Linked DNA regions of Sus scrofa: region 1 is linked to region 2. A link is a contact called in public promoter capture Hi-C data. All regions are on one chromosome and are shown on one strand. The core of a region is the stretch at or near the end of the contact, and the rest is flanking DNA. Distances in the headings are between cores, read along the strand shown. Region 1 overlaps CYP3A29 (cytochrome P450 3A29). Region 2 has its middle 17 kb from the start of CYP3A22.

Region 1 (2,825 bases), core at 83-2,582, 160 kb before region 2:
CGGCCAGCCCAGAGGAGCAATAGTCAGACCAAAGCAAGTCCAGCCAAGTCAACAGATGCAGACACTGGAGTGATAGATGCTTCCTATCAGATGCCACTGAGGCTGTGTGGCTTTTACATGACATATCATATATGACATGCCAGTACCAGCACTTTTTTCACAGTGCCTATAGATCTGTGTGCAGCAGGTAAGTCCTATTTTTTTCTGTTTTGTATGCTTTAGATCATTCCGAAACAGTGCAGGTAAAAGATTTGAGATTCACCTTTTTTGGGCAAAAATCTCCCAAGAAGGAGCAAGCAGGCATCCTGCTTAGGATTCACCTTCCTCCCTCCCCCCGCCAGGTATCATCACTCACCTTATTGGGGAAAGTTGCCTCAATCTCCTCCTGCAGCTTCTGCTGGACATCAGGGTGAGTGGCCAATTCATACGCAAGGAGGGAGAGAGCACTGCTAGTGGTCTCGTAGCCAGCAAAAATAAAAATAATACCTTGGGCCACAAGTTCTTCATTGGACAGACCTAAAAGGAGATGAAAGACATTTTAGGGTGCAATGAGAATCCTAGATCCCAAACTTTGATTTCTAAATACGTTTCTCAGTAAAGGGAACCAGAGCTCCTTGGAGAAATGGTTGGTTCCAGGGCTGCTCAGGGGAATTAAAAGAGAAACCCGAACTGCCTTACTTCAGAAAGGAAGTTCCCTGAAAACGATAGATTGAAAGGATACTGGATACTCTGTATGCTGTAATCATGGGGATACCTCCTTACACATTTTTCAATACCCATGGAATGTACACCAAGAATGAACCCTAAGGTCAATTATAGACTTGGGGTGATACTAATGTATCAATGTACATTCATTCATTGCAACAAGTGCACAACTCCGGTATTATCTTTGGATAATGGGGGATGTTGTGTGTTTTGTGGACCAGATGTATATTGGAAATCTCTGTACTTTCCACTCAGTTTTGCTCTGAACCTAACTGCTTTAAAAAAAAATTTTAAATAGTCCATTAAAAAAAAAGATTAAAGAGGAAGAAGAAGAAAAGATTGAAGAAGAAGAAGGATCGCACTTGAAAACTCCAGTGAATAAAACCTCGGACAATTTGAGAATCAAAATAAAGAATTATGTAAGAGAGTAAGTTAGCTCTGCATGAGATCATCATGATATAACTAAATAAACAAATGAGGGGATGAGGGAGGATGGACAGCGCTCCCTTCGAAAGAATATCAACTCATAAATCCAGAAAAATGATGGACTTGTAGAAAGCCATGGTGTTGCCACCATCAGAGCAACGAAGGTTTCAGTCAAGAACTATCCACATTTGAAAAACTAGTAGATGACAATTTGATGATTAACAGGATATTTACAGTCTCAAAGCCTTCTCCCACAAGTTACTTATTAATCACAGGAAAAAATTAAACTTTAAGTAATCTAGTGAACACGAATTTCCCAAGTGTTCCAAGTTAAGGTCACCAGCACTGGGGCTTGTGCCTCCTGATGTGATGAAGCCTTGATGCAAATTTCCAGGCAGAGGCTCTGACTCAGTGGGTCTGGAGGAGCCTGAGCGTCCACACTGGAAACAAGGGCCCCAGAGGCTCCGCTGTAGGGGATGCACAGACCAGGACTGGCTTCTGGGCCTGACCTCCTTGCTGCACTTGCCCTTCAAGCTCTGAACAAAGTTGCACCTGCCCACTTCTAGGAAGCACCTCAGGCTACCGTTTCTCTCTAAATGTGTGACTTTCTTCAATGTGGCAGAAATGCTCATCTGTCTGGAAAACTTCCTGCACATTTTCAGAACCACCCCTTCCTCTGGGCCTCCCCACAGAGGCCCCCCTGACCCCTCTGTGGTTACTTTTATGGGGGTCCATTTCTTTGGAATTCTGGGAGTTAATCATCAGCTGAAGAAGGTCCACTCGGCGCTGGAAGCAGAAAAGACATGTCAATGTTTTCAATAACGGAAAGTCACTTGTGAAGTCAGAGATAAATCAGGAGATGCTATGTAACCTCTTTCCTGAGAATGTGATCCCTTAAAAGACTGGAAGTCTAAGAAGCACTACCTGAGTCCTCAGTGAACACTGACACCACCTACAAAATCTGGAGAGCAAGATGTGTTTCGGAGAGAAATCCAGCCATCGTATCCAACTGCCTTTTGGTCCTTACTCTCTCTGATCTTTGGCTTTTCTGACTTTTGAAACAGCTCCTTAGCCAAAGAATACTCTAGCCCCTTTCCTGTCATGTCTGTTTGCTCAGGAGAACAGTCATGACTTCAATCCCTTATTTCCCTCCAGCTTTTATTCTTTCTTTCTCTTTCTTTCTCTCTTTCTCTCTCTCTTTCTTTCTTTCTTGTTCCTGACCCAGGGATTGAACTTGCACCACAGCAGTGATTCCAGATGATTAACTGCTAGGTGACCAGGGAACTCCTAATTCCTAAGGAAGGGCCATATAAATGGAGCCCCTGACCTTTGCAGAGTTCATCGGCAGCTTCTGTAGAAGCATCTTCAAGCTCCTGATCCTTCTAGATCTCTGCACAACCTCCAGGACCACCCTGGGTACCCAGCCCTGTACCTGCTGACCTGCAGGCGTCCCTGTGCTGGTCTCCAGACCTCGCAAAGGCAAAGCTGGTTAACCAGCTTGCAGCCTCATCACCCAGAGAAAACCCCTGCCCAGCCAGACTATGAGAGGCTCAAATGTACCATAGGCTACACCCCACAGGTGCCTCATGGGGTTTCCATTGGACCATCTGTGAGGTAGGAGGCTTGAAGTTGAAGTGGTTCTTTGCCAGTCTAATATGTGAGGAAATTACAATACCAGTAAAATCATTTTTAAA
Region 2 (2,751 bases), core at 216-2,715:
TAAATAAAAATCACTATATATAAAAAAATAAAACAAAATAAATTTTAAAAGATGTAGCATTCCATTGAAAGGTATAAAGGAGAAGTTAGATAATTCATTCCAAAGGAAAAATAAGAATTCCTATCATGGCTCAGTGGTTAACCAACCCAACTAGTATCCATGAGGATACGGGTTCAATCCCTAGCCTCGCTCAGTGGGTTAAGGATCCGGTGTTGCCATGAGCCATGGTGTAGGTCACAGATGCAGCTCAGATCCTGCATTGCTGTGGCTGTGGCGTGGGCTGGCAGATACAGCTCTGATTAGGCCCCTAGCCTGGAAACTTCCACATGCTGCAGGTGTGGGCCTAAAAAGAAAAAGAAAAAAAAATAAACAAAAGAAAATAGAGACAAAAGATGGAAAATGTAAGAGAAAAGAAAAATAAAGAACCATCACAGGAGCTCCATCATCTGACCAATACGGGTTTCAGAACAGAGAACAGCGGGAGTTCCCGTCGTGGCCCAGTGGTTAACGAATCCGACTAGGAACCATGAGGTTGCGGGTTCAATCCCTGCCCTTGCTCAGTGGGTTAACGATCCGGCGTTGCCGTGAGCTGTGGTGTAGGTTGCAGACGTGGCTCGGATCCCACGTTGCTGTGGCTCTGGCATAGGCTGGCAGCTACAGCTCCGATTCGACCCCTAGCCTGGGAAACTCCATATGCCGCAGGAGTGGCCCAAAGAAATAGCAACAACAACAATAACAACAACAACAAAAGACAAAAAAAAAAAAAAAAAAAAGAACAGAGAACAGCTGCCGGCCTGCACCACAGCCACAGCAAAGCAGAATCCAAGCTGCATCTGTGACCTACACCGCAGCTCATGGCAACACCAGATCCTTAACCCACTGAGCGAGGCCAGGGATCAAGCCCACATCTTCATGGATACTAGTCGGGTTCTTGACCCACTGAGCGGCAATGGGACCTGCAGTTCAACTTTTTAAAGCAGGTCCATCTGTGAATTTAAATAAATAAATAAATAAATAAAATTTTAAAGCCCCAGACCAGGTGTCGCCTCCTCCCAAAGGGACCAGCTGCTCTTTCTCCGGCTCCTAAAGCAGTGGAGCCTCCTGCTGTGGGTTAACGATCCGGCGTTGCCGTGAGCTGTGGTGTAGGTTGCAGACGCGGCTCGGATCCTGCATTGGTGTGGCTCTGACGTAGGCTGGTGGCTACAGCTCCGATTTACCCCTAGCCTGGGAACCTCCATATGCTGAGGGAGTGGTACAAGAAATAGCAAAAAGACAAAAAAAAAAAAAAAAAAAAAAAAAAAGCACTCCCAAAGCAGTGGCCTCCTGCTGTACCGAATCGGTCTGCTCGTGGGTCTGATGTTTCCCCGCCACACTGGGAGTGTCTCATGCCCGACCCAGGACGGTAAATCCAAACAAGACCAGACAAGAACCTCCTGCTGACCTCCCAGGCATGTTTGAGGTTCAGATCCTCTTGATACCGGCTATTTGGAAATCCCCAAACACCATGAGGACAGGCGGTGCTCGCGGGTGTGCACCAGGTGCTGCACAAACAGCCAGGCGGTGTCTTTGCAGAGGGCCTACCGTGTGCTCAGCCGTGTGCTCAGCCATGTTCTAGACCCGAAAAGGACACCAGGGAGACCAACGTTAGCCTCAAAGCTATTCCCGCCCTGTGGGTATTCCATTCCAGCCATGGGACTGATGCAGCACAGCTTAACAATTAAGGCCAGAGGTCTGGTTCCATCGGGCCTGAGAACCCTGCCGACGCGGGCCCTTCTCACCGGCACCCCGGTCTCTACCCCATCCTCCCTCCAGTCCTGGTGACAGGGCACATTCACTGCAGCAGGTCCCCTTTGCCCTTCCTCTGACAGTCACCTACAGACCCGCGGGCTCTCTCCTAGAATCCTCTTACCTGGAATTGTGTCCCCTCCACATTTAGAGGTTGAGGTCCTAACCCCAGACCCTCAGAAGGTGACTGTGGTGGAAATGGGGCCTTTCAAGAGGTGACTAAGGCTTCACCAGGTCATAGGGGTGAGTACTGACCCAGGTGACTGACAGCTTCCTAAGAAGAGGAGATCAGGACAGACAAGCACAAGGGGACACCGAGCAAAGACACAGGGAGAAGGCTGGCACTTGCAAGCCAATCAGAGGCCTCGAGAGGAACCAACCCTACTGACACCTTGATCTTGGACTTGCAGCCCCCAGCACTGTGAAAGGATAAATTTCTGTTCTTTAAGCTGCCTGGTCTTGTCATACGGCAGCCCTAGCAAACTCATACAGATCCCTTCTCCCTCCCTCTTGGGGGACTTCGGGGCCCCTGCCACCCAACTTGGAGCAGAAGACACCTGCGGACAAGCAGGGGCCTGGGCTCTCTGCAGACTATCTTCTGTCTGGAGGTCCCACTCCAGACACCTCGGGGCAGCCCGGGCTCACCCTGCACAGCAGCCTCCTCCCCCACCGAGACATCTCAATGAGGGACCTCAACGTCCCGCTGCCCCTTCAGCCAGAAGCACCCCCCTCCAGGGTGGAGGCCACAGGACAGAGCCCGAGGGAAACCCATCCCCTGAGCCCAGAGGCCTGCAAGACCCACGTTCCTATTCCCGTAGGTTCTAACCCCCTCCCCATTCATCTTGACACCATCATGGAGGAGCAGGGAAAGGGTGACGAAATTGCCAAGAAAAACCTCGAAGAGCTCGGCTCACCCAACCGAGACTGTGAAGCTGCTGAATCAGCACACGAAGGCATGAAGCGGGC

Evidence for each region. Promoter capture Hi-C pulls out the DNA fragments that hold promoters and counts their contacts.
Region 1: a contact with region 2 is called in a promoter capture Hi-C map of liver, with 5 times the contacts expected there. A contact is called at or near these places in 1 of 5 promoter capture datasets (liver), 1 of 47 Hi-C or Micro-C datasets (epiblast stem cells) and 1 of 2 datasets of targeted methods (alveolar macrophages).

What each region holds. Positions count from the first base shown.
Region 1 is chr3:6,764,363-6,767,187 of Sscrofa11.1, reverse strand. It overlaps CYP3A29 (cytochrome P450 3A29), which reads right to left. Exons shown (of 15, transcript NM_214423.1): 9 at 1,851-1,917; 10 at 356-516. Among named protein-coding and RNA genes, the nearest start is that of CYP3A29, 27 kb to the right of the region's middle.
Region 2 is chr3:6,608,050-6,610,800 of Sscrofa11.1, reverse strand. No RefSeq gene overlaps it. Among named protein-coding and RNA genes, the nearest start is that of CYP3A22, 17 kb to the left of the region's middle.